Regions from separate parts of the Mus musculus genome. Here regions 2, 3, 4, 5, 6 and 7 are each linked to region 1. Evidence: chromatin contacts called from public promoter capture Hi-C data. All regions are on one chromosome and are shown on one strand. Each heading gives the region's core, a stretch centred on a gene start, on an enhancer-like site or on the middle of the called end of the contact. The rest is flanking DNA. Distances are from core to core; before and after follow the strand shown.

Region 1 (3,877 bases), core at 696-3,195:
TTCCAAACAGGTGCTTCCTTCCCTGGTGCACGCAGGGTTGACCCCACCCTTATTTTCTGTACCACTCACCACCGGCTCAAACACCAAATGATTCAGATTTCTAACGCACTTAGTATTTGTCATCCCCATTCCAAACACAGGTAGCTCTACAAGGCCAGGGACTTCCAGCTGGCTTTGTACTCTCAACTCAGCATCTTCGTCTCATAATAGGTCCTGAGCAGTTATTTTTGACCTAATTAGTTACCCCTAAAGACTAGACAAAGGGTGCACAAGTTTTGGCTGGTAAACGATTAATGGGGCAGCTAAGGAGGCAGGTGTCTCTATTTCTATTAGAGATGCGAAATGGAAACTTCCCTGGGTTACAGAGATCAAAAAACAGACGACTGGGGGTTCAAACTTCACATCTGACTGAGGCCTTACTCTAGTTACTTTTAAAAAGTTAAACAAACAAACAGGCCCCGTGTTGTGGTTCATGCCTTTAATGTGAGCACTCACAAAGCGGAGGCAGGTTGATCTCTGTGAGTTCAAGGCCAGCCTGTTCTACATACTGATTTCCAGGACAGCCAGGGCTGCTGTATATTCAGACCCTGTCTGAAAAAAAAAAAAAAATAGTAACAATCCCATGCTATCTAGCTTATAGTATAGAACAGGTGTATCTCTTTCACCATGTAAACAAAGGTCTGCTTGAGGATACTCTATCTGTGCAGAAGGTAATATAAGTCACACAGACTAGGGTGTGTGACCTGTTTCTGGGTGTCACTGTCCATACAGTCTCATCTAGAAAGCCAAGAGACTAACACAGTAACCTCTGTGAATGACTGCGACATTTAATTTTTTTAAATGTCTTTCAGACCAGGCATGGGTTTCAAGTGGCAGTAACCCCAGTATGTGAGGCTGTGGCTGGAGGACCTGGCATTCTGAGCCACCTGGAGACTAGCATTGAACCTGACCACTTTGTGTAACTTTCCCTTGGTTGTTCTAACTTTCAAAAATGATAGAGAATATGTATGCAATTGTTGGAAAATCTTTATTTAAAAAAAAATCCCATTTGAGATATTTAGACAGCTTTTACAGAAGAAACTGTCTAAAAGCACACTTGCCAAAATATTTTTTTAGTGATGTATGTTACATACATAGTAATGCTACGTACTTTCTTGTTTGATTTCACAAATCTGACGGATGCACACCATTTTCCACGAGAACACAAAAAAGCTATGGTTTGAGAGGGATTACGTAAATTGCCCAGGGATCATAGTTGGTTATTATATGGGGCCATGAGGTCTGCTTCCAAAGCCGAATGCATCAAAGCCTCAGCTTCTATAACACACTTCATTTGAACAACCCCTATTCTCAAGAGAAAGAAAGAAGTGTCCTTGAGAGTTAGGAGCTGAATGGCACAAAACAGCTTTTTATGCAGTACACTTGGGAGAACCGGGCTTGAGCACGCCCTTTTCGAGGAAGATACTGTGCTAGATTAGTCAGTCATGTGTTAATCTGCCTCAAAAGATATGAAGGACCATATTATGGCCATGTTTCAGACAAGAAAGCCGAGACTATGCAGAGTGGAACAAGTTTCTCTAAACCAAGGGGGAAGCCGTCCGATCCCTTTGACCACTGAGCCGAAGGCCGAAGTTGAAGGGCCAAGGGCTGTGCGGCTCGGGGCCGGTGTCCAGCACACGGAGGGAGCTGGGCGGCCCCGCGTGTGCCCACGCGAGATGCGGCTGCCCCGGCCCACAGTCCCGCCCGGCCCCACTCACGATGTGCGACACGCGTTTGGGGTCGTTGTACTGAAGCAGATACTCCCGTTTAAGCCGGGCCCTTATGCTCAAGCGCTCGACCTGCGCCCTTCTGGTCTCCGGAGACACGTCATACTCGGCAGGGTCGAGGGTACTGGGGAGAGTGGCCAGGGGCGCAGGCTTATACTTGGAACCCGACATCTTGACTCCCGGCGCACATCTGCGCCTGCGCGGATATGAGGGCTGCCCTCTCGAGTCTGACCTTCAGGCTCAGGAAGTGCGCCTGCGCGCGCACAAGGCGCTCTGGCAGGAAGGGGCGGGAGAGGGGTGGGGTTCGAGGCTGGGTGGAGCCTTTGCCAATCCTCCTTCACGCCCTCGTCCCGCGTATTCTGCGCGTGCGCACTGCTTCTCGTTTTGCCTCCTCTTGTCTGGTGGTAAACTCCTTTTCTCTCTGTGCTACTACTTGTTTGCAGAACTGATTTCCTGAAGTTGAGTAGACTAGAGGAGACTGGGAAACTGGGTTGTCTGTGACTCCTGAAGTCCTACAGTCCAGGGTGGGTTCTTCCAACCTGGGTGACCTTGTCATTAGTCAAGGTCATTAGTGTCTCCCAAATTTCCTTTTTCTTACCCTGGAGAAATGACCTTGACTCTGCACTCCTAGCAAGGTTGTTGGAATTAAATGAGACATTGAAAACAATGAAATTGCTTTTCAAACATTTCCCTAGCTACGCCCCACCCCAAACAAAAAAGAGAATAAGCTTTCTAAAGGTTACCACTTTAGGACCAATCCACTGTTAACCCCAAAGATGGGAGGAGAAAGACCACCGACTCAGATCATCTCGTCCAGATTAATTAAAGTCAGGTTTTTATTCCTGTACACGAGCTGCCTCCCCCTGCCTCCTCCTAAGGCAAGGTTCATTGGATGTGAGGAAGGCTTTTATAGCTCAGAGGTAGAGGAGTTCTAAATGGGGGATTTGTGGCAAAATAGGAGTTACAGGAGCAGAATATAGGCATAATAAGTTAGTCTCCTGAAACAAAGACACAAAGGCAGTCATAACAGCAGGTAGTCATACAAGGTACCCATACAAACCTTTTGCAAGATAAACATTAACTTTTTGAAACAAAAATGTGAGTGCTATTCCTGGAACAGGCAGTACAGAACCATTTGTAGTTAAGGTTACAGGTGGGGCATAGCCCAATCTTTGATTAATTAACAGCTTTAATTCATCAAGTTAATTTGTTTAACTTAGTTTGTCTTTACTATCAGATGGCTTTTAAACCTAAGATGGAGGCAGACTGGTTCTTCACCACCTAAGTATAAGCTTATCTTTTGAAGACATAAAATACTGTTTAAAAGGAGAGTGGGGTTACAGAGCAAGTTTTACCTGGCTGTAGTAGATCAGAAAATAATAAAGAATGAAACTCCTGAGTAAATACCTTAGTGAAAATGCAAACAAAACAAAACAAAAACACCTCTCTTAAATCCTCAGCACTCCTCAGGTGCTGAAAGTAAAAGACATCCTTTCAGATAGGAAAGTAACAAGCAGAATAACAGTGCATTCCCGCAAACCCTTGGGAGGCTGAGGCAGGAGCTCTGAGCTCAAGGCCGGCCTGGGGTACACCACAAACCTCTGTTTCAAGAGAATAAGAACAGGAAAGATGATTTGGAGAGTAAATGAAGGTAACATGCAGCTCTCAGCATCTCTGCACCTCCCGCTCCCATCCCCCCTCCAATGCTCCACCCCCTGTCACCACCCCTCCTTACTCCCTCCCACTCACACTCCTCACTCCCCCACCCCCACCCCCACACACTATCACTAAGGGGAAAGATCAACTTCAAGGCACACAGCAGGGTCCTTAGCTTCCCATAAAACACTCCTCAGGAGGCAACAATGGAAACAATAACACCAACAAGGAAAGCTAGATCAAAAAAGAGCTTCAACTTGGCTCAAACTTCCGGGGACATGTAGGTATGTGGGGGGAGTGGTTGCTAGGCAGTGACAGGGCCTAGAAAGTGTTGGCACTGAAGTGATGAGCAACAGCACTGCTGTCAAATTTATTCAACACTCTAATACTGTTTTAAAATATTTATTAAGCACCCCTGCATGAAGCATACCTTACACCATTCCGTCTTAGTCAAT
Region 2 (3,877 bases), core at 900-3,399, 910 kb after region 1:
CTTTCCTCCTTCACTTTCCTCCTTTTTAAAAAAACTGTAGCTGTCTTCAGATCCCATTACAAATGGTTGTGAGCCACCATGTGGTTGCTGGAATTTGAACTCAGGAACTCTGGAAGAGCAGTCAGTGCTTTTGACCACTGAGCCATCTCACCCGCCCTCACCTGCTGCTTCCTTAAAGCCTCATTTCTCATTCTCTGGGTCGAGTTCTAGTTCCCTGATTGGTATCCATACTCTTTTCTACACAAACACACAGGTATACAATTCAAGATGCACAATTGGGGAGAGGCTGTGTGTAAAGTGCTTGTGATGCAAACGTGAGGCCAGGAGTCCTCCAGGAGCTATGCCAAGTTGGATGTGGTAGTAGACATCTGATTCTAGCAGGCCTGTGGGAGGATGGGAGGCAGAGGCAGGAGACTCCCCAGAAGCTCAAAGGCCACATAGCCTGTCATACGAAACAACCAATAACAAGGAGAACTGTCTCAGACTAGGTGGAAAGTACCCAAGGTTGTCCTATGACCTCCACACTCTTGGCCTGGCATTCACATGCCCCCCCACCCCACCCCCCACACATAAACAATATGCATATGTGAGGGAACACGTGGCATTTCTCTTTTCAAACTTGTTGCCTTACTTGATATAATATTTTCCAGTTCTATCATCATTTTTCTTTAAAGCTTAGTAAAAACCATCGTGGGTTTTTTAATGATCCACCCATCTGAAGATGCACATGTAGACTGACTCAATTTCCTTGCTGTTGTGAATGAAACGGTAGTAAACATGGATGTGCAACTATCTTTGGGTGCATATGGTCAGGACTGGTACAGCCAGGTCCTGTCATTGTGATTTTTGTTTGTTTTCATTTTCAAACACCTCCATCATGAAGGCCACAGTGGTTACACCTTTCTATACTGACACCAACTGTGAGTAAGGATCCTTCTCCTCTCCATCCTAGCCAACATTTTGATTTATTTATATCTATTTATCTTTTTTCTTGATGATAGCAAATCTGACTGAGGTGAGATGGCATCTCAATGTAGTTATAATTTGCATCCCCCTGGCCTCCACCGGCACACCAGGCTTATTCTTCTTTATTTTACCTTTTTCTACTTTAAAGATTTATTTATTTTATATATGTGAGTGCACTGTAGCTGTCTTCAGACACACCAGATGAGGGCATCAAGTCCCATTACAGATGGTTGTGAGCCACCATGTGATTTCTGGGAATTGAACTCAGGACCATTCAGTGCTCTTTAACTGCTGAGCCAACTCTCCAGCCCTATCAGGCTTGCTTCATTTTGATATCAAACTACTGACAGTTCTGGGCAACATTGGGCTGCCTATCTTTTTTTTGGGGGGGGGGGTAGGGTGAAGGCTAGGGATTGAACTCAGCATGGTAAAGTAAGCTGTACAATTGAGACTCCATATCTTTTTATTTACCACGTACTGTCCTCGGAAAACAGCTTACTCATCTTTGGAGCTTCAGACCCTTTACAGTATTGGCACTAGTGCCATCCCTGGACCTCAGATGTAGTTTTGTTTCGTTTTTTTTTTTTTTTTTGACACAAGGTTTCTCTGTGTAGCCCTGGCTGTCCTGGAACTCACTCTGTAGACCATGCTGGCCTCGAACTCAGAAATCCACCTGCCTCTGCCTCCCAAGTGCTGGGATTAAAGGCGTGCGCCACCACTGCTCTGCTCAGATATACTTCTAACTGTGAATTTATTGTTCTTAACAGCATTACTGAAGCTTGTTGCTGCGTTCTCTTATTTATTAGACTTAACTTTTCTAGAACTCATTCTTTATTTCTATTATCTACCTAGTTCATTATTTAATATTCAGTCCCTGCAAGGGGCAGGCGTCCGACGTGCTTGTCACAGTCGTTTGCATATGAAAGACGTGATCTTAGGTGGCATCTCCGAATTTCCCTTCTCTTCTCCAAGCATTTCTCTAGACACTAGCTGACTGGAGCCAGGGAAAATTTGGGGAAAAAAACAACCAAAAACCAAACTAACCAACAAACAGAAAAACTCCGCCGGGCACGTATGGGCCGGAAAGCCCGGGCGCCGGAGAGTCCCACTGCGCAGGTGCGCCGGGAGGAGGGCGAGCCAGCTCTGCTGGCCGCAAGCCTGTTTCCGGGGGCCAGCGCGACGCAGAGCTGACGTCATCGCTGTGCGCTGCCACGTCTCCTCAGCTCCCGGGCGATGGAGGCTGAGGATGATGAGTCTTGGTGATGGGGTCGGACTGTGCTTCTGACTTTAGCTCTGGCTCTGGCACGGACTCCCGGTCTGGGTCTGGTAACCTAGCGACCCGAGAGCTTTCTTCGACTGTCCAGTGGGATCCTGCCTGCGTCCCGGCAGCTGTTTTTGGAGCGCTTTAGAGGAGGGAGTGAGTTTGGGTGCCCGGGGTCGCGGCTGTGAAGCCGCCGCCTCCTCCCAGGGATCCCTCTCCGTGGCCAGCCTGTCCCATGCGTGAGTTTTACTTAACCTGCTTTGTCATCTCGCCGGCCCTGGCGTGCTTCGGCTCTTTCGGCCGCCGGCCTGAGACCACTAGGTGATTCCGTCTTGGAGGTTTAGTCCAGTCAAGTTTGTGGTTTCTCGCCTTCCACCTCGAACAATCTTACGCTGATGCGCCCCAGCCTTTTGCCCTCACCGTACTTTCTCTTTAATTGAGCAGGGATCAGCTTTCTTTGCCTTTAACAGTTTGGAGTCTTTGTCCCACCTGGCGTTTGTTAGCCTACAGTGGACTAGGGAACCTCGGATCCCTCTACAGTAGTAATGTTAAGCAAAAAAAAAAATTTTTTTTTTCAGAGTATTTTTAGTCGTATTTAGGAAATACGTGGTATATGTTGGCAGAACCATGTTTGCCGAAATTGAGGAAAACATAATGTCGTCGTCCGCCCACCTCCCCCCTGAAGATCTCTTTAGCCCTTTAATTTTGCACGTTCATTTAATTTCTTAGCGGTTTTACAGAAGCTTTTCTGAAACGGGCAACCATTTGAGTGAAATGAAGAAACAAACTCTGGTTAAATGACTTGGTCAAGGTCAGAAACCTGCGGCAAATCTTAGTCAGATTCCTTGATAACAACCTCATATTTTGGACAGAGATATTTCCTGTATTTCAAGTGATTTTAATGTGAAATTGCAAATTAGAATCGAGTAAGTTGTGGTGTTTCTTGTAGAATGCCACCTTGTAGATTGTAGTCTTGTTTTATTTAAGAAAAAGTCAGCAAGACAAGACACCAGCCGGGAGTTGCCTTAATGCTGAATACAGCTGAGCTCAGAATTTAAACCTCTGACCTTACCCCAGATCCAAGCAGTATATAGGGACAGGAACATTTATTTGAAAATTCAATCTGGATTTTATAAGATCTGCTCACTGAGTTTTAACATTTGCTTGTTATACTGACTTCTAGAAAAAGTTACAATCTTTCTTTCTTTTTTAATATTATTCAGATTTGAAATAAGTTGACAGTCATCAGCCTGGGTGGCAACTTCAGGTGGCACTGGAAATTACCTGGTTCCTGGACATGCCCAGTAGAAGGCGGGGTCCCAGTCGGCAGCAGCTAAGCCGGTCAGCTTTACCTTCCATACAGACGTTGGTCGGCGGCGGCTGTGGCAATGGGACGGGCTTGAGGAACAGGTAAAGAACATATAATTCTATGCTTAACACTTGGCATGATTTGTAATAGCCTGTTATCAGTGAGACTAATACAAAATAATTCTATTCAAATGTTTGCTTATCAAACTTATCACTGAAGTAGGAATTCTGCCTTTGAAGACTGAAAACTTAGTGTTTCACTTTTCAGAGTTCTTTGCAGGTAGAATGATGTTACGCAGGGACCACAAAGTAGAAGTGTCCATTTCTCTTTTCTTTTCCTTC
Region 3 (3,877 bases), core at 974-3,473, 870 kb after region 1:
GGTCATCCTCAGCTGCACAGGCATCTGAGACTGACATGGGCTGTCTGAGACCCCACAAGGAAGCTCCTCTAAGAAAGAAAACGAAATATAAAAACTGTCACAAAAGCAGCCAAAGATAATGGGGCCCAGTAACAGGATTGTCTCAACTCAGAAACAGTGGGACTGTAACCTGCAATCTGCTAAATAGTATGCAACCAGATCAACCTCTCAGAACCTTGGTTGTCCCTTTCATAGACAAAAGCATAAAAATTGCGTTAGATTATTTTCCCTGTTTCTTTTCGTTCCAGTACTCTACGGCTTAAAATACTGATAAAAATGACCATCTTCTGTGAGTCATGGTAGTACGGTTATGCACATATATATTTTTTCTCTTACACACTACACAAAAATCTTTCAAAAGCCTGGCAGTGGTGGCACATGCCTTTAATCCCAGCACTTGCGAGGCAGAGGCAGGTAGATTTCTGAGTTCGAGGCCAGCTTGGTCTACAGAGTGAGTTCCAGGATAGCCATGAAACTCATAGAGAAACCCTGTCTTGAAAAACCAAAATAAAAAGCTTTCAAAAATATACAAACTTTTGGGAGGACCTCTGAGAAAAACTAACACATTATTTCTTAAAACAAAGATGATGGGGGCAGAGCAATGGCTCAGCAGTTACCAGCATTAGGGCTTGGATTCCATTCCCACGAGGTAGCTCTCATGGTTATCAGGAAGGCACACAGACATGCACACAGACATACACACAGGCAAGACACTCATACACATAAAATAAAAATAATTTTTAAAAAGAGATGCTGAAACTAATAGAATTATTAAATACAAGTCTGCCAGCTCCCTTGTCCAAATTTATTTATAATCACTTGATAACAGTGTAGTATGGTAAACTACTTCATGAAAAGAGATACTTTCACCATTGATTAATAAATGAATAACGTTAAATAAATATCAGGTGAAAGTAATGCAGGATTAATCATTTACTCCTCACATAGTTTATTTTAGTATCTTCTGCAAAGGGAGATGGAGCTGGGCGTGTAACATCTGTGGCAGATGACCAACCCCCATCAGGGAAAAAAAAAAAAAAAAAAAAGAGAGGCTCGGCCCAGAATCCCAGAAGACCCGGCTGTAATCCCAAAATCTGGGAGGTTGAGAATGGATTGTAGCTTTGAGTTTCAGGCCAGCTTGGTCTACAAGCACAGCAAAACTCTTGTCTCAAAAAGGAGAGTTGGGGGACTAGAGGGATGGCTTGGCAGCTAAGATCGTGTACTAGTTTTACAAAGGATCCGGGTTCAGTTCTTAGAACCCCTGTAACTGTGACTCCAGGTAACTCCAGATCCAGGAGAATCTGACACCTCTGGCTGAGGGCATGTGCACTCTACTGCCCATACCCAAATACCGACCCCCACATACAAGTAGTTCTTAACAATGGAGGTGGGAACAAGGGGGCAGAGCTGCTGGAAGGTGCGGAGAGGAGGAGGAGGAGAACAGTTGTCACTGTTTTTTTTTTTTTTCTTGTGCAAAATAATAATGATAAATTAACAATTCTCTCTGTCCTTCCAGCTTCTGGAGTATATAAAGCCATTACTGACAAAGAAAAATCAAACGAAATACGAAAAAACAATATTAGTGTAGACTTCACAATATAGTTCCCAGTGATACTACATGACAATAATCGAATGAATCCAATTTTTCTAATATGTAAAGTTAGGGTACTGGTTTCACGAGAACGATACTGTCTTAAGAGTGTGACTCTGAGTGAATCCGACTCAGAAGGCTGCATGTCAACCAGGTCGGACACTATCCGGGCAGAGAGAACTTTCAGCGTCGCAGGGACCGCGCGCTGGAGCTCGCCCGGGCTGCGGCCGTCCCCCGAGCATCCCTCCCCACACACCCGAGACATTTTTACTCTTTGGCAAACAGCTGCCGGAGGCGGTCCCATCCGGATTCCAGGGAACCGGGGTCTGAGACACCTGAACGCTGCTCCCGATCCTCCACAAAGCCTGGGGAATCCGCAGCCACCGCACCGGCAGCAAAGACTCGGGGGAAAGGACCCCAGGCTCCGCAAAGGCGGCTGCGGGGAGCGGGCGGCGGCGCGCCCATGGCGCCCTCCTACCCGCAGAGAGACAGACACCCCAGGGTCGGCGGGCACCGTGGGAGAGGGTGACCTGTACAGCCCACTAGCGGCACGTTGGGGGACACTGAACCTCACATCCGGTCCCCAGCCGGCTCACTTCCGGAAGCTCTCGGAAAGGAGACCGGAAGCCCCGCCCCTAGTCGCGCAAAGGCGGGGTGAGGGCGGGGCTCGGGACGTAGAAACTGGAACTGAGAGCTCTTTCGGTAGCGCAGGGTTAGGGATCAGTCGAGCCCCGGAAGTGAGTTGGCGGCCGTTTCGTTTCATCTCAGTGATGTCCTTTGGCGTTTGCGCCCCGTAACTCTGGTCTTCTGGACCTGCTCAGCTTGAAGTGCTCAGGGGCTTAAGTGAGATGGCTCATGTAAGATGCAGAAGGCCACGCAGAAGGGGACAGTACTTTAATCACTGCAAGCGCAGTGGGGAAAGAGGTAGGCGATGCGCTTCTAGGCCACGCCCTGGCGGGCCGGAGGAGCTTCCTGGGCGGAGCAGAGTCTAACCTTAGGGCGCACCCGAAAAGGTCCAAGATTTAAAAACTATTTTTGAAATATCAGCTGTGGGCATTTTTTTCCCCATAACGTGGGCTCCACTACAAGTATCCGTATGCTTACTGCTCCGAGAAGGCAAAAGATCTAGAATTATCATTTAATAACTGAAACTATTATTTCCTGTTTCTTTCAACACAAGACAAAACCAAAAAACTTGTTTACCAAGGTAAAAATATTCCCAATCATTTTGTGTAATTTAGTTATTGGTCGTTACCACAAATCTCATAGTCTTTGCAAACCCTTTCACCTACTATTTTTCTTTTCTAGTTAAAGTACCACAATGAATATACAGCTTGGTGGTGCTCTACAGTCACTTCCACGGAGTACCTAAATAAGTGATTGATTACAAACTTTCATGAGGATATAGTAATAGGATTTGGGAGTTGACTGTGGGACATCTCTACAGATGAGGTTCAGGAAAGTGCCGTGAATGAAGCCCCCATTAGCATTTACTGCAGTGGTATAATTGCCTATTTGCTGATCTCTATCAAGAGGACTGAAGCTGTGCTTTCATCTCTGGATTTGGACTTAGGAATCACCAATCAGTCTATACCATGAAGTAGATGTTAAGTAATTATCTTCTTTGGAGGGAAGGAGGGTCCAAGATAGGGTTTCTCTTGTGTAGCCCTGGCTGTCACATAATTAGCTCTGAAGACCAGGCAGGCCTCCATCTCAGTGATCCACTTGCCTGAAGTAATTAAATGTTGAGTGAATTATTCAGACCCCAATTCCTAGCTCTAGCTTGATGCCTGCTTGGTCTATTTTTCAGAGGTGGTCACTGGGATTAGGGTCCCAGGGCCTGAAAGCCCAACAAAATGAATGTGTTGACTGTCTAGCTTAGCTGTGAGAAGAGCTGAGTGCATTTCTTTGACACATTTGAGGTCCCGGAAATGATCCTTTGCACTTGAACTTTCTAGAATCAGGGTCGACATGAATGAGGACAGGGCAAAGATTGGGCAAACACTAACAAAATCATTTACCTATGGGGATTGGAGAGATGGCTCAGTGGTTAAGAGCACTGGCTGCTCTTCTGAGAGATCTTGAGTTCAATTCCCAGCAACTATATGGTGGCTCACAACCATCTGTAATGGAATCTGATCTTCCCTTCTGATGTGCATGAAGACAGGGTGCTCAAATACATAAAATAAAATGTTAAAAACCATTACATATAGCTCAGATGTCCCCAGGATCCAACATCCTGTAGAG
Region 4 (3,877 bases), core at 873-3,372, 830 kb before region 1:
CTTTTCAAAAGCTGTATTTCATTCATTTAATTTTGGATTTGCATCTGTAGGAAGAGAATGCATATCTAAGCTGTAAAATATATATACATCGAGGGACTGGAGAGATGTTTCAGAAGTTAAGAGCACCACTGGCTGTTCTTACAGAGAACTTGGGTCCTTCTCAGCACCAGCATCAGGTCACTGATAGCCACGGTTAACTCCACTTACAAGGGACTTGAGGCTCTCTTGCGGTCTCTGAGGGCACTGCATAATATGATGTGCATATATAGACTCAGGCCCACACATACACATAAAAAAAATAAACATATCTATCACTAAATAACTTTTTTGTAACTTTAAACTTTGTACTGAAAAACAAAAGATCACTGCATGCCTGAGAAGAAGGAAGAGGAAAAGGACATAGTACTTGGGAAAGGGGCATTGAGAGGTCAGTTAAGAACAGTACCTTGCTTTTGGAAAGGGGAGAGACAGAGAGACAGAGAGAGAGAGGGGGAGGGAGGGGAGGGAGGGAGGGAGGGAGGGAGGGAGGGAGAGAAGGAGAGAGGGAGAGAGAGAGAGAGGGAGAGAGAGAGGGAGGGAGAGAGGGAGAGAGACTATGGCTGCACAACACTCACTGATTCATTGTGGGGAACTCTGGATGGTAACCCAGAGCAAAATAAACAAGGAGCACTACTGAAGTTCTGTTGGTAAACTTCTCCCATTTATTCCACCAAAACATGATATTTTTGCTTAATGCAGCCTTTTTATAAAGCTTAAATATAATCAATGGAAGGTTAAACCCATTGGTTCTTCCTACATTTACTCTGAGTTATTATAGATGAATTGTCTACAACTTAAACTTTGAAGACTGAGTTTTAAATGAGTGTTTTTCAGAATATAAACCTTGTAAGGAAAAGGACAGAATGGTGGAGAATGTAGGACAAGCAGACAGTAAAGAAGAGCTGGGCTGCAAAAGAGATGTGAAAAAAAATCTACAATTTCACACACACACACACACACACACACACAGAGGTCACAACTCAGTGACCTTTCCCTTATGCGCTAGAATTCTGTGGCCTATTATGCAAAAAAGAAGTTTTACATACAAAATTAAGTTATATTTTTCGTGCTGGCATCTCATTTAATTACTAAAACGAAAAGGCTCATTATAACCTCTTTTTCAACAATATTAGAGATAACCTATTAAAATAGATCCCAGAGAACAAAACACCAAAGGGTAGAAATCATTAGGAGGTAGATTTTTAAAGTAAAGAAACTAGATAAAAAAATCTTTCAATTTTTGATAATCAGTAATTACTTAGTTGACCATGAAATCTGAGATGGAAAGAGATACAAACGATTGAGACAGCTGACAATCTCTTCCCAAGAACAAACTAAATGGGAACCCTCATCAGCCAGAATGGGGAAGAAATGTCCTTGTGGCCTCTCCACATCACTTTTGCCCTGCATTCGGTCCTTTGTTCCATCTGTCTGTCACCTTTTCAAACTCTGCACCATCCACTTGTCACGCTAGTCTCCACAGCCACCCGTGCAGATCGTCCCACAAAACTTCCTCTCAGGTCTGTCAGTCTCACTTAAACCCTTCCAGGGTTCTCCTACACTGTGGGACGCCAGGTGCCTGCACAGAGGCTGGCAACTGGGTAGTGGATCACTGTGCCATCTGGTCTCCCGGGGAGCAAAGAGCGGCGGGGACAGAATTACAGAATCCGGAGGAGTCTGTCTCCATACCACCCTCCCATCCCAGAAGGAACCCGGGGTACAGTCTGCACTCACAGCGCACGGTGTGGAAGGCACAGCGCGGCTGCTTCTCGAAACTTTCGCCTAGCTTGAGAACCCGCTCGCGACGGTCCAGGTATGCAAGTCCCGCTGGTCCACTCATCCTCGTCCCCTGCCTCCCGCTTTTGGCCTTCGCCGTCCCCTGCCACAGCCTCTGGAACAGCTGCACTGGCTGCGAGCTTGAGTTCGGTGCCCGGGACCAGCTCCTTTCACCTCCAGACGCGTGCGGCCGCCCCTTGGAGCGCCCCGAGTCTTGATTGGCTGTCTGGAGACACCTGCCCCGCCCCTCGCCCCAGGGCCCCGCCCCGCCCCTGGCCACCATCCCCGCCCCTAGCCCCCTTCCCGCGTCGCGACGCACACAGCTCGGCGGAGACCGCCTCGCTGAGGTACGCTGTGCGGGTCGGGCCCTGAGGTGGACGGACGCGGGGAAAGAGATGAGGTAACAGACCCGAGATGGCGGCTGGGATGGAGGAAAGGCCCTAGGGGGGCGGGGAAGCTAGGACGCCAGACACCCAGGGCAGAACTGCCTGGCGGGGCCTGGTAACGGGAGCGTGGGCCTCCTCCGCGCCGGGCCCGCAGGTTTGGTGTGGAAACGGACGCCTGACGAGAGGTGGCGGCCGGGCCCAGGCCTGGGGCCTCCTGAGGCCTAGCTGCTCTGAGGCGGGTCTGGAACCCCAGCCGCGCCCCCTCAGGTGATGTGACCAGACTGGAAACCTCTGGAAGCCGCGCAGTTACCTTTAAGGGCCGTTCATTTATTTATTTTTTCTTCTTTCTTTCTTTCTTATTTATTTATTTATTTATTTATTATTTTTTAATTAGCCCTTTAAAAACACAGGCTTTTCCCGCCGGGGTTAGGACCTGAGGAGGGGGCGTTTCCGGAGGCGACGGAGAAGCCTAGGGTTAGGGGTAACTGACTGCTGTACGTTTGTTTCTGGCATTTGTTTCTGTAGTGATTCCTGGAAGCACTGAAGAGCGCGGCCTTGGGACTCTTGATTTCTCAGAGATCAGTCTAGCAGTAGGGTAAGAGCGTCAATTGATTGATAATTGCCTTCACACACACACACACACACACCCCACCTCACAGAAGTGTTATGAAGTAGGAGAAAGCGTGCTTTGTATTGGAGGATTATTCAGAGAAAGTCTACAGTGAGCCCCCTCAGGTGATTCTTCAGGTTAATTGTGGCATCAGACTATGCTTTCAGCACTTCTACCTTAAATAGGTTTGTCAATTTATTTTTTTCAGATGGATGAGGGATTATTTTTTGCCTTCTACCCTTTAAAGATACAAGGAGAGATTGTTCAATGTATTTATGCACGAAGGTTCTGAAGCCAGAATCTCTGGGCTTGTACGTCAGCTTCATACTCTCAATGTGATTTTTGTGCAAGCAAATCAAACAAATGTGTTTATCATTAGAATTGGGGAAATAATAATAGCTATGTAAAAAATAATGCCATTCCTTAGAATTGTTGAGGTGGTTAAATGAGTTAATACATGCTCTCTAAATAATTATTTTGGGTTCAGCAATACTTTCATATTTTTAGACTTAATCATTGCTGAATGCCTTATAAATTTTGAAGTCTAGGGACAAGGGATGGCTATTATGTTCATAGATGAAAACACTGGTTTAGAGAAACCCAGGTGGTTGATTTTGTGGCCATCTAATGTCAAGAGGGATTTGTTCAGTGGCACAAGTGAGTGGATGTATACTTTCACATTGATTTTATTACCATATTGTATAAAGTAATTTGCAATCAGAATGGCCACCAGTGAAGGGAATGTTTAAGCATATTTTGATGAATTCTTACAAAGAACAGGATAATGTAGACACCGGAAAGAGTAAGACAACATGCATTCTCTTGGAAAGTTTTACATCTTCTACATGCTAGGAATGTTATTGGGCTTTCTTTAAAATAGTTTCAGTGGATTTGTCTATTAATGATTTATATTTTACTCAAGAAGAGGGTCTCACTATAGTTCTGGTTGTCTTGAAACTCACTATATAGAGGTCCGTCTTGAACTCACAGAGATCCACCTGCCTCTGTTTCCCAAGTGCTGAGATTTAAAGGCATGTGCCACTATGTCCAGCTAAGTTTTATTTTT
Region 5 (3,877 bases), core at 472-2,971, 800 kb after region 1:
TCATATTACATGGTCTGGGCCCTGGCCTTAACTTTGGGCTCAGGTAAAGTGATAATGGAAAAACCCAGATGTGTAATGAGGGATGAATGAATGAATGAATGAATTTCCATAAAGTACATAGTGAGCACAACTTTGTGATTATTTTTATTATCCATCTACAACCAATTCTATAAGCAATTTTCCCTTTACCAGCAATATTTAAAAATTTTTAAATGATTTAGTTTTATTTACATATTCTAGTTTATATTCAGTTTTATTTACATACTCTAGTTTTTTGGCTTCACTGGTATCTGTGTGAGGGTGTTGGGCCCCCTGGAACTGGCTCTGTGAGCTGCCATGTGGGTGCTGGGAATTGAACCTGAGCCCCTCTGGAAGAACAGCCAGTGCTCTCAAACTGCTGAGCCATGTCTCCAGCCCCTTGTCTGTCTTCTATATGGTAAAAGTTCTATAGTGCCGGGCTGCAAATGCTATTCCCACCACAAATGAAATCCTTGCTAAAGCCCTGGCTTCCCGGTGTACACATTTTCTACTCTACTCAGGCCAGGGCTCCATGACACCCATTCCGTGTGGTGATTCAGTGTTCCACTGTCTGCCCCCTCCACGCACCCAGCCTCCCCATGAACAGGGGCAAACACTCTTAGGGGCAAAAAGACCTAGCTCACCCCTGCCCTCAGCCCAAGCTCTTCCCATCCACCTGTCTTTCTTCCTCTAACCGCCATTTTAGGTTTAGTTCAAGCCCAGGTACCTCCACCATCCATCTAGTCACACTGCTCAGGTCTAGGGCACAGGCCAGCAGAGACCTGGAGAAGCAGTTAAGGGTAAAGATCTGGCTTTTCCATGCTTGATCCTGATTACATGTGTGTGTGTGTGTGTGTGTGTGTGTGTGTGTGTGTTGTGTGTGTGTGGTGTTGTGTGTGTGTGTTTTATGTATAAATAACGGCTAGGAACTAGAGTTCTGTAGTCTCTTGTGTTAGCTCTGTGACCACTAACAATCCTCTCACGCTGGAGTTTCCCATCTGTTTCCCATCTGTGGGGGAGGAAGGCCTCGTTCTCCGAGGTCCTGTTTTGGCCCAGGTTTTCGAAGCCCTAGCTTTGTTAACCTCTGAGAACTAAGGACTAACGCCCCCACCTTCTCCTCCCAATGCTCCAGGTTCCCTTTTTGAGCTCTCCATGGAAGAGTGTGGGAACCTACGGAGGAAGTAGCCAGTATCTTTTCTCTTTGAAATTCCTTTTCACCTTGGCACATGCATCCATCCTGGCCCAGACCCACCCTTCAGAAGTCATTATTCCTTAACCCACTCTAAACGGGCACAGGTGACAAAGCCATCAAACTATACAATCAAAGCCGAAGTACACTTCGGGATTTCCCATTGGTTTCCTGGCCTGGGTAGAAAGAGGAATAGGGAGAGGGGATGAGGGGAGGGGAGGCCGCGATGCACTCAGGAAAGTCTTGGTGGCCACTTTGAGGACACTGGCCTAGCACCAGTCTGGAGGTGAGAGCGGGACCGAGCGGGTACTAAGGTCAGTAAGAGGAGAGTGGCTCGGGGACTCCTGGCTGTACCTGCTGAGGCGGAGCTGAGAGCGTGGGGCGGGATCGGGGTGGTCCAGAGCCGAGGGCAGGATTGCCCGAGCTGGAGGCGGGGTACCGGGCGCAGGAGTCCTGCTGTGGGCACCCAAGCCAAAAGCCGAACAGGGGCGGAGCCGCGGGCCGGGCGGGTCGCTGGCGCACAGCGGCTTCCGGCGGAGCTGCGTCCTCCCGCGTCCTCCGCACTGGACGGAAGGAGGAAGGGGCGGTGCTGGGGGCGCCCAAGCCTTGCGCATCAGCTCGGGAACCGCTCCGCGCTGCGTGTGGGCCGAGTGGAGTGGTGTCCGGCCAGCCTCGTGCTCGCCCTGCCAGGGTTCTGCCCTGCCAGGGTTCTGCCCCGCGGACCGTTGGACTCCCAGAGCCTGGTACCCACCGCCCAGAGCGGCTTGGGCTCACCGATTCTAACCCTAGTCCGTTCAGCCGTGGTTCTGCGTGCTCTCCACAGAAGGGTTTCAAACGGGAGCTTAGAGGGGAACTCTTAAGGTTCTTTCCCCTAAATTATGACTCTGGATTTGTTAAAACCCTAAGGTGGCAATGGCGGCGTTGAGCCCAGATGTCAGGTTCCGAGAATAAACGTGTGCCAGTGAACACTCCCCCGTACCCTCGACCCAGCTCGGTACAGCCTCGTCTCCGGAAAGGCACAAATCGGGCCTTGTGCTTAAATGGAGTATCTGCTTCTATACAGTGACCCTGACGCACATCAAAGATCCTGCTTTGACTCCTTAGACTTAAGATCAGAACATGTCTGCTCAAAAATTTCAGACCTACTCCCAAGAACTCACATCCCCTCTTCTATGTCTTCAAAACAGAAAAAAAGGAAAGACTTATCTGGGAAGGAAACTTGAACTGAACATTTAACATCTATTAATTTTGGCGTTGGTGACTCTATTCTTGTGTAAATAAATCTATTAATCACAATAATAAAGGAGGTGTTCACGTGGAGTTTAGGGACTTTTATTAAGCAAAAATAAATTGATAAGTCATAGGAAAGTTAATATATTTAATAAATGTGTGTGTGTTGCTTGGAAGGGTAAGCATCAAATTGCAAATAATTAGAAGAGGAACAAGAAGCTTTCCGAGTAAAGAGAGGAATGAAGGAAAATTAAATTTTGATTTATTTTTTGAGACTAGGCTGGTCTCAAACTCGTGATCCTCCTGCCTCTACCTTTAGAATGCTAGAATTTCAGTCTTACAACACCACACCTAGTTTATATCTTTTAGAATATTTTTTCTATATTATATCTAAAGATATTTTAGAGAAAAATAGAAACTAGATGTTACCCCTGATACATATATCAGTCTTTATGGTATGCATATGATTTTAAAACAATGGGGTCATTTTTTAAATAGAATTTTATATCCTTTCTTAAAAACTGGCTTTATCAACTACTAATGTGACTCCAAATGTCCACAAACATTAACACTTCCACAATAAGCCAACTTCTAGTTTGATACAATAAAAAGGGTGAGGCCCTGGGGTCCAGCTGCTCTCTCACCAGATCGCGGTTAAAACTGTTTTAAAAGAGAAAAGATTCACTGAGGATCAGAAAACAGAACAGTCCAAGACAGCTTTGACACTGCATAGACCCAAATGTGTTGAGTGCGGATGACACTGTAACACTATGAGTGTTCTGACTGATAAAGCTTAGGGACCGTGCACTAGCACCCCTGCACACTGACAGGAAGTAGTTCATATGCAGGGTGGGTTGGACTCTCTAACAGAGACTAACAGTGGAACAGCAGCAAGGGCCAAAGGAGAACAGAGCACAGGATAGACCAGAAAACTCCTCAGAATAATAAACGCAGAGAGTGCGGAAACTGGAAAGCCAGGGACGGAGACGTGGAAAGCCAAAAGCAGCTGCTATGTGGTCCATTCAGGAAGACTAAGATGATATCTGAGCAGCTAACTGTATGTCCTCTTGGCTGGACCACAGCACCCAGATTGTTCAAATCTTCCTCCAGATGGGAAGGTATTTTACAGCCGAGATTAGCTTTTATATCAATAAACATGAGGTACAGTGGATTATCCTCCATAATGTGGGCAGGCCTCATTGAATCACTTAAAGATCTTAAGAGAGAGGACTCCCCTCCCCCTGGAAAAAGAGAATTCTGCTAACTGACAGCCTTAGAGGTACAGAAGGAGACTCTACCTCGACACAATGGCAAAAGTAGAATGCACATGTCCTTAAAAATAGTTTACGTCATCAGACGGCACCTCCATGGGAGTATTTGTTCAACTCATCCCATTCTAGTGAGGAAACACAGACCAGTTAAGAGAGTTCCTTGGAGTTT
Region 6 (3,877 bases), core at 775-3,274, 780 kb after region 1:
GGCAGCAAACAAAGGCAAGCCGATGGGGGAGGGCTCTGGAGACCCTGCTAGCAAGCACTGCCTGCTCTCTTCCTGCATGGGTACCTGGAATCCCATCCACACTTAGAACTGATCAGTCCTTATCCTAACCCCAACCCAATAACCTAACTCAAGGCTTCTGATCTTCCGTCTGTGTCTGGAACTGTGAGCTTGCTGCCAGGCAAGGTTGCAAAGAAAGTGTGGGGACAATTCTCTTCCAGTCTTCCCACCCTGACATTTCAATTTGGGCCTGGCAGGGAACACCTTCCCCCCACCCCCCATCAGGGGCAGAGCTGCTGTGAAGCAACAGAGGAGCCTGCTGAACCACCTCTCCCAACAGCACCCGAAGTTCCCCTAGGAGCATCTGGGATATGTCTTATCTTTTTCCTAAAGTGGCTTGTGACAGTTCTTTCCCCCTTTCTCCCATCAACTATTCACTAATAATAAATACAATCACCCGAATATAAGCGACTGTTACAGGTCCAGTTTGTGCACGCACTTCCTGTAGTCCTTGACAGCATCCCAATTTGGTAAGGACAGTCTCCAAGGACAGATAAAGAAAAGTCACTTCCTCAAAGTTCTAAACACAAAGACAGATAGATATACTTAATCCATGTCTGCCGGCTCAGCGTGTACTCCCCCAGTTCATTGCTGCTCACTGGGCAGGGGTGCAGTACCATTCACTAAGCCTGTCCTACATGGACTAAATGTACGCAAGAGACTGGAGCCCCAGACCCACCCCTTATAGGAACAAACAACCAAGGGAGACAAAAACCCCACAGGAAGCCGAGGAAAAGCTGCCTAGGGTGTAAGGAGAGAATAGATCTGTGTGATCCGGACTTTGGAACACATTTGGAAATGCTGAGCAGGGCAGTGAATTGCTTTGAGGAAAGACCCCTCCCAAGAGGCAAAGGCTAGAAATAGCGCTGTCTGAGCAAGTCCCGGTGGGCGTTCAGAAGCTGAGAGATGGGAACCCTCTTAGGGGAGGACAGAAAAGCAGTCTGTGGTTGGGAGGTGGAGACACGAGACCCTTCTGATTGTTCTGCCTGTGTGCAGGCCTGTGAGGTGTGTGTGTGCATACATATGTGAGTGCATGTGTGCGAGTGTGTGTGTGTGTATGACAAAAATGTTCTTGAACTTTCCCAAAAGTTAGTTTGGCAAACTTAAAAGTAACTACAGCCGGGTGTGGTGGCGCACGCCTTTAATCCCAGCACTTGGGAGGCAGAGGCAGGTGGATTTCTGAGTTTGAGGCCAGCCTGGTCTACAGAGTGAGTTCCAGGACAGCCAGGGCTATACAGAGAAACCCTGTCTTGAAAAAAAAAATTTAAAAAGTAACTACATAGAAAACAGTAGCCGTTAGTAGGATGAAAATTAATATTGAGAGTTAGTCAAAGGTAATTTTTGTTACAGTCACTTTGGCTTGAACAAGGTGAAAAGGGTTATAATTCGGATTTTAGAAAAATGAGTCAGGAGATGGGGGAAGTTCAGTTTTGGTGTCCCAAGAAGGCACTGGTCTCACCACTAATTCCCGTTATGATAAGAGGGTTTTCCCCTTTCTTTTAAAATCGCCGCCAGAGATAAAGAACTTTTAGGGGACCTTCCAAAGTCAGTGCTGTGTAAGAGGACAGTTTAAGAAATAAGGTTCCACCCAAGCCCTTGGCTTACCTGAACTTCCAATGCTGAGCCATAAAAGTGGTCCCCACAACCAGAAGCATGTCTCCCAGAGGCCAGGACGCATCGTGGAGCTGGAGTCCTGGAGCCAGAATGAAGGAGAGTCCCCAAGCCTGGGATGTCACATGGCCCAGCCTTCAAGCAAACATGTAACACCCACTTGGGACTTAGGAATCATTAACTGGCTCTGTGGCTTGTAAAATAAATAAATAAATAAATAAACCTTCCTATTTGTTTAACCTCTGGAGTTTTCAGTTTCCTCTTCTCAATGAAAATGAGCCAACCTTCCCACTTTTTTTTTTTTAAGCAGGGGACATTGAAACATACCGTTCTTCCTCTCTGCACCAAAGAAGATCAGGAAGTGACTTTTTCCCATTATGAAATCTCAGTGATGGCCCAAGGCAGCCTTTCATCTCCCAGTGGTTACAAAACTCTCACCGTAATGGAATTTCTGTGGACATATTTGTCCCTGGGATACTGAGCAGCTGGAGGCTGGAAAGCTCTTTCACTTTTGGATCCCTAGGGAACCTCACCCGGTGTGCAGCCAATGACACACGTATGGGTACGTTTATGGGACAGAGTAAAGGGAGATCCAATTTGCTTCTGCAAAGTACTGCTGCCTTCCACAGCCTCTCGAGGTTAGGAAGTCAAGTCCAACCCAAGAGAAGAGACATCTTGATGCCTGAGCTCACAGGTAAAGAACCAAGAGCAGGAGATGTGAGTGACGTGGGAACACTATTGATGGATGTGGTCTAGCCTGGGTTTGGAGCCAGGGAGTCTGTCCTCTCGTGCTGCCACCTCACTCCAGGGGTAGTGGAGACCACAGAATCTGATATTTTTGCAGGCTAGAGCAGGGCAGGGCCCTTCCTGGGTCAGTGTTCCTGCAACAGGAGCACACCATTACAAGGCGGAGAGCCGGAAGCAGGCAAGCATCATCTTTCGGAAGAGTAGCTTTGTGAAGGAGTGCTGTTGGCACACATGCTTTCCAGCCCTGTCCGGGAACATCCAGAGCGTACAAAGGTGATACCGGGTAGGGGGTTAGAGCTGGACAGGTTATACCAGAACAGAGCCACTGCCCTGGGTGTATCCATGGGCAGCCTAGCAATTGTGAGTACCTGGTTCAGTGACAGACTCTGTCTTGAAAGATAGTAGAAGTCAGCAGACATGGATCTCTGCCACACACATACACACACACACACACACACACACACGAAGTAAAATTTGAAATGTATGAAAATTTATGGTGAAGAATGAATCTCCTACCCACTGTTGTCTCTTCCTTCCAGTTCCAGAGTCCATAGAAAGCCACCATTTTCATTTGTTGTTTTTTTTTTATTTATTTTTATTGTAGATTCTTATGCAATAATTCCTGACCATTTTTTCCTCCCTCCACTCCCCCCAGCTCTTCCCCACATGCTCGTTCCCTGAGATCTACTCCCCATCTCTTTCCTCTTCAGAAGGCCTCTAAGAGATGACAGCCAAATGGAGCAAAGCAAGATGACAATAAGACAAAGCAAAAAGCCCTCATATCGAGGCTAGACAAAGCAACCCAAAATAAGGGAAAGAGTCTCAAGGACAGGCAAATGAGTCACAGATCCAGTGTTAGGAGTCCCACAAAAGCACCAAGCTGACGGCCATGACGTATGTATATGCAGAGGGCCTGGTGCAGATGCATGCAGGCCCCAAGCTTGGTGTTTCGCTCTTTTAAGTCCTGTTTAGTTGACTGAGTGAGTGCCAAGCCCAGCATGGCCTTGGAGGGGACAGAATAACATGGTCCCTGCCTCTGAGACAAGGCCAGCACATCTGAGCCTCTATGAATGTTGATGGCTGCCATGGGCCTAAGGCTTGTTTGTATAATAATGTACATACCTTACATTCCTCCTTTAAGGAATGTCCTCCCTGTTAACATTAATGATTCCATGATAATCTGAGAGGACAAGTCCAAAGGTGAAGGTGTGTCCATGTCTTAGCAAAATGGTAAAGGCTGGGACCTTCAGGACAGCCCTTAAGGCTGTGGAAAGGACTTTTAAAACATGAGTTCAAAATATATAATTTCTCAACTGTGCAAAATACAAGGACACAATATGAATTATGAGAGGCTTCACGAAACTAAAGGAAACACACTATGTGCTAGCTTGTCAGAATGATACAAAGGCAGGCATATACGGAGGTAGGCAGATTCCTGAGT
Region 7 (3,877 bases), core at 639-3,138, 720 kb before region 1:
ACTATCTGTTGGCACAGAAGTTACATGCCTGTGTTTGCACACTATGGGAGGGATGGAGGAGTGGCAACTGGAGGAGAAAGTTCTGAGACTCCTTCATCTCACTGGCCAGCACCACATGGCTGTGAACATCCTTCTAGCCTCAGCTGCTGGAGCCAAAGGAGATGAGGTTCAGATTAGAAAATCCATCCTGAGATTGGGTTAAAGGAGCAGAACCATAGGATGTAAATTTGTGAAGCCTTGTGGATAGTTCTGAGAAAACTCTGAAAGTATTGGACCACCAAGTATGGTGGCACTTGCCTGTAATTCCAGCACTGAGGAGGCTGAGGCAGGAGGACCATAAGTCCAAGGCCAGTCTTGTCTACATAGTAAGTTAAGGCTAGCCTGTGCTACATAGCAAGAGTGTCTAAAACAACAAGCTCTCCTTGAACACAGTGCAGAAGGAGACTTTTCATAGCTCATGCGGGTTGGGTAGACATCATGCTCTTATACAAAGTTGCCACTTGGGAAAAGCTGACCCAGTATCACAGGGTAGAAGAGGATTAATGGGAACCTGTTCTCTTTGGCTTCAACGCTCACTGTATGTCAGCACTGTTCTGCTCAGGGATGAACATGGGGTGTTTGTGAGGGGGAAGTGGGTTTCCTTGGTGTCATCGCTGAAGTTCTATGGTTCTGTGCATTGCTGTGTGGTGAGGTACAATGTCTAGCCCTAATTTAAGGCTACCCCTTTCTACATATTCCTCAACTATAAATAGCCTTATTAGAACAAATAAAGTGCTCCAAGTCTAGAATCAATCCCCTGGGAAGTGACTTTAGATGCTTTCTGTTGGTACAGAATGTTCCCTTCTGTCTAGTTTCACCAACCTGGGACCCTTGTGGGTTCATTCTCTGTAAGCCAGGCAAGTCAGAGTCCACAGATGACTGGGATAAGGAGAGCCAGGCTCAGATGCAAAAGCAAGTTCTTAGTAGGATTATTTTTCAACCAGAGATCCTTGGAACTTTATTTTCATTATCTTTATTGCCTGTCAGTGCTCCAGGCTGCCAGAGGAGCCATGCTTGGGACGGGGGTGGGTGAGGAATGGAGGGTGGAAGCAGGGAGGTGGTTATTTGAAAGGCAGCCAGTAAAAGCATAGCAAAGTTCTCAGTGGCCTTCACATCAGAAAGGGTCTATTTCATTGGCTCAACAAGTCACCTGAGCATGTCTTGACTTGAAGCTAGAAGGGGAGGGCTGCAGATGTTGACAGTGTAGAGTATGTCAGAGTTCAATTCACCAGCTTAGAGAAGGCCAGTAGTCAGAACTCTGTAAGTGAGCTCAGACTCCACACAGCCTCCCATCAAGCTAGGGAGTTTTCTCCCTCCACGTTCTGCCTTCTCCCTTCCTCGTGAGTTATGTGTGAGTCTCAGGTACTGCAGAAAGCAAGGAGGAGAAATTGTTTTTAAGACTTCCCTTCAAAATTAACATACAGATCATTTTTCCACTAAGCCTTTTTTTTTTTTTTTTGATTGCTGCAGACTACACACACACACATTTTTCCTTCCTCAGACCAGGCTTCTACAACAATGTTGTAGCCCAGGGTACCCCTAAGTGCTGGGATCACAGAAGTTCACTACCACACCTGCCTTGTTCTGAATTCTTTTACTTAGATGCAACTGTCCTTCGTAGGACACAGAGCAGTCCTGCAGCATTCTTATTGTGTCTTAACTGATAAGGGATGTGTCTCCACGGTCATTTTTATAACTTTCCCGTGACCTGAAAAACTTTGCAAAATACTAGACACAGAAACACTTAACCCTTCTAAGTACTCAAAGTATAAGGAACTGACTCAAACTTCAGGAAGTAGCTGTGAGGACAGTGTGGCAGGAAATGACAGAAAACCTGAAAACGGAACTGGAGCAGCTGCTCTGTTACTTACCCTGAAGTGGCAGCCGCTGGAGGGGGCGCCTGGTGTAGATGTGAAAAGCCGTAACCAGGAACCAGTAAAGGTGGGTGCTCTGAGCTGGGGGTTTTGTGAGGGGTTGGGAGCACAGGGAAGTATGGAAAAGAAGTCTACATAGCACTTAGTCCTTGTTAAGGGAGGTCTTTACTAATAGATGCTGAACTCTTGATGGCCCTAAGGACTGTGTGCAGTGGTTGACAATGAACATCTGAGGATGGGAACAAGGAAATGGCCTGCACTCGGGGAGCATGATTGAGCACATATCTAGGACCCTGGGCCCTAGTATGCCCTTGATGATCTACACAGCCCATTCTAAAGGGTGGCTGCCCCAGTGTGCTAACCTGAAGGCGACCCACGGAAGATGAGGACAAAGTGTGCCTTTGTATGGCCTCACAGGGACACAAATGCCCATGGGAAATGTAAGGGGACAGGATTTAACCACCAATGAACACTGGTGCTGAGCCAAGTGCTTTTAGGAGTCAAATGCAAACATGACTTCAGCTGGTGTAACTTTGTATGTCTGTGGGGATCCCAGAGTGTTACAGAGGGAGCTTTGGATCTACTGTGTTAACCCCTTAATTATTTAACATTGGGAAACAATATCACAACAATCAGTGACTTGCCCAAGGAAGTTAATATTGATGGATGGCTTAGTCTAGTCTCTGACTAAGTAGTATAGACTCTGTGTCATGTGACAGACAGGGGTCTCACAGGGGCTGTCATATTACTGCAGTGTCCATGGATCTCTCACCTATGGATGCCATAAGTCAGTCCTGTCATCAGGTATTGGATATGCCCAGCATTCATTGCCTGTCTCCAGCCTCCTACTTTAAGTTAGCAGCTTTCCTGATTAGTAATCGACAGTACAAGAATAGTAAGTTATTTTGCTCTTAAACATGAGCATGAGGGGCTGATGGGAGAGATGAACTGAGACCTGGAGAATCAGGCAAGATGAGACCATCGGACCTCACTGCTTCCTCATTGCTCATAAATGTATTTGACTTCTCCTTTCCAGTTTCCTTCTGTGGTAGAGTAGCCTGAGAGCCAGGACATGTCAAAGTGAGGCCTTAAGCTGTGGGTCATAGGTTCTCTTTATGTGTCTTACCCCCTGTTAGTAGCTAATACCAACTGGGGGAGGCACAGATGTTCTTAATAGCTCACAGTGACTCTGGCCACGGTAACTCACCACTCCTTCCCACATCTTTATTTAACCTATCTTCCTCAGATGTCTTCGGGGCTAATCTTCTAGAGGTTATTATAAAATGTGGGCAATGATGGAGGCTTCCAGATGGGGATAGAAAGTGGAGACTTGGGGCCTAGATAAGCAGAGCCTTGGGGATGAGTGGGTAAAGGTGTCTCCTTTGGGAGAGCAATGAGTACCAGGAAGCTCTTCGGTGGTGGTGGCACCCGACAAAGAAGGATAGGCAGAGTCTTTGAGCCAGGAAGTCCCAAAAAGCTACCAGACCAGATGGGTGTTGTCCCTTGTTACCTCTCCTCAAAAACCCACAGTGTGACCGGACAGTTCTTCCTCACACCCTTCTGGCAAGGCTCAATAAAACACAAGTGTCCAGTGGGACAATGATTGACACCCAATCAAACTAGCATTCTCCCAAGACTTTTGTAATGTTTACTTAGTTGTTAATTCTCACATAGTGTTTCAAAAAGAGGGAGTGCTACATTTTACATGTAAATGCTTATGTCTTTAGATATAGTTGAACATTTACATAATAAAAATAAAGCCATGGTATTTTCTTCTTTCAGCTAGTGTGAGTAGTTCAACTAGTCTGTCCCACTGGTGACCTACAGCTGTGCTGTGAGTGACCAGTCAGTCCTACAGTAAATGTGGGGCAGTCTTCCACAGACAGGGAGCATTTTCAATGTAGCTAGGCAGATTATAGACAGGAGGGACACTGGACTCATTTATGTCCTGACAGCTAAAAAAG

What was found. Promoter capture Hi-C pulls out the DNA fragments that hold promoters and counts their contacts. Capture Hi-C pulls out chosen DNA fragments and counts their contacts.
Region 2: a contact with region 1 is called in a promoter capture Hi-C map of liver, with 3 times the contacts expected there. The contact joins the promoter of Tmem39a here to the promoter of Ndufb4 in region 1. A contact is called at or near these places in 9 of 39 promoter capture datasets (the 3T3-L1 cell line, 3T3-L1-derived adipocytes, the C10 cell line and 5 more), 2 of 484 Hi-C or Micro-C datasets (CD8 T cells and regulatory T cells) and 2 of 9 other capture datasets (adipose tissue and liver).
Region 3: a contact with region 1 is called in a promoter capture Hi-C map of liver, with 4 times the contacts expected there. The contact joins the promoter of Timmdc1 here to the promoter of Ndufb4 in region 1. A contact is called at or near these places in 10 of 39 promoter capture datasets (the 3T3-L1 cell line, 3T3-L1-derived adipocytes, cranial neural crest and 7 more), 6 of 484 Hi-C or Micro-C datasets (CD4 T cells, LSK cells, erythroblasts and 3 more), 4 of 115 datasets of contacts at active chromatin or transcription factors (astrocytes, large pre-B cells, memory CD8 T cells and 1 more) and 2 of 9 other capture datasets (adipose tissue and liver).
Region 4: a promoter capture Hi-C map of pre-B cells shows a contact between it and region 1, with 3 times the contacts expected there. The contact joins the promoter of Iqcb1 here to the promoter of Ndufb4 in region 1. A contact is called at or near these places in 6 of 39 promoter capture datasets (the 3T3-L1 cell line, 3T3-L1-derived adipocytes, hippocampal neurons and 3 more), 1 of 484 Hi-C or Micro-C datasets (CD4 T cells) and 1 of 9 other capture datasets (liver).
Region 5: a contact with region 1 is called in a promoter capture Hi-C map of liver, with 4 times the contacts expected there. The contact joins the promoter of Adprh here to the promoter of Ndufb4 in region 1. A contact is called at or near these places in 8 of 39 promoter capture datasets (the 3T3-L1 cell line, 3T3-L1-derived adipocytes, cranial neural crest and 4 more), 1 of 484 Hi-C or Micro-C datasets (embryonic stem cells), 3 of 115 datasets of contacts at active chromatin or transcription factors (bone marrow-derived macrophages, embryonic stem cells and memory CD8 T cells) and 1 of 9 other capture datasets (adipose tissue).
Region 6: a contact with region 1 is called in a promoter capture Hi-C map of liver, with 3 times the contacts expected there. The contact joins the promoter of Pla1a here to the promoter of Ndufb4 in region 1. A contact is called at or near these places in 4 of 39 promoter capture datasets (the C10 cell line, cranial neural crest, embryonic stem cells and 1 more) and 1 of 484 Hi-C or Micro-C datasets (embryonic stem cells).
Region 7: a promoter capture Hi-C map of pre-B cells shows a contact between it and region 1, with 2.9 times the contacts expected there. The contact joins the promoter of Hcls1 here to the promoter of Ndufb4 in region 1. A contact is called at or near these places in 4 of 39 promoter capture datasets (hippocampal neurons, liver and pre-B cells), 1 of 484 Hi-C or Micro-C datasets (CD4 T cells) and 3 of 115 datasets of contacts at active chromatin or transcription factors (bone marrow-derived dendritic cells, heart atrium and memory CD8 T cells).

What each region holds. Positions count from the first base shown.
Region 1 is chr16:37,652,423-37,656,299 of GRCm38.p6, forward strand. Ndufb4 (NADH:ubiquinone oxidoreductase subunit B4) reads right to left here and starts at 1,946. Exons shown (of 3, transcript NM_026610.1): 1 at 1,758-1,946. The coding sequence starts at 1,937.
Region 2 is chr16:38,560,665-38,564,541 of GRCm38.p6, forward strand. Tmem39a (transmembrane protein 39a) reads left to right here and starts at 2,150. Exons shown (of 9, transcript NM_026407.3): 1 at 2,150-2,466; 2 at 3,451-3,637. The coding sequence starts at 3,525.
Region 3 is chr16:38,520,440-38,524,316 of GRCm38.p6, forward strand. It overlaps Timmdc1 (translocase of inner mitochondrial membrane domain containing 1), which reads right to left and starts at 2,224. Exons shown (of 7, transcript NM_024273.2): 1 at 1,902-2,224. The coding sequence starts at 2,095.
Region 4 is chr16:36,826,278-36,830,154 of GRCm38.p6, forward strand. Iqcb1 (IQ calmodulin-binding motif containing 1) reads left to right here and starts at 2,123. Exons shown (of 15, transcript NM_177128.4): 1 at 2,123-2,215; 2 at 2,727-2,796. Eaf2 (ELL associated factor 2) reads right to left here and starts at 1,982. Exons shown (of 6, transcript NM_001113401.1): 1 at 1,774-1,982. The coding sequence starts at 1,879.
Region 5 is chr16:38,450,968-38,454,844 of GRCm38.p6, forward strand. It overlaps Adprh (ADP-ribosylarginine hydrolase), which reads right to left and starts at 1,722. Exons shown (of 4, transcript NM_007414.3): 1 at 1,562-1,722.
Region 6 is chr16:38,431,121-38,434,997 of GRCm38.p6, forward strand. It overlaps Pla1a (phospholipase A1 member A), which reads right to left and starts at 2,025. Exons shown (of 11, transcript NM_134102.4): 1 at 1,684-2,025. The coding sequence starts at 1,756. It overlaps Gm36333 (a long non-coding RNA gene), which reads left to right and starts at 2,096. Exons shown (of 2, transcript XR_384843.4): 1 at 2,096-2,383.
Region 7 is chr16:36,933,095-36,936,971 of GRCm38.p6, forward strand. Hcls1 (hematopoietic cell specific Lyn substrate 1) reads left to right here and starts at 1,889. Exons shown (of 14, transcript NM_008225.2): 1 at 1,889-1,980.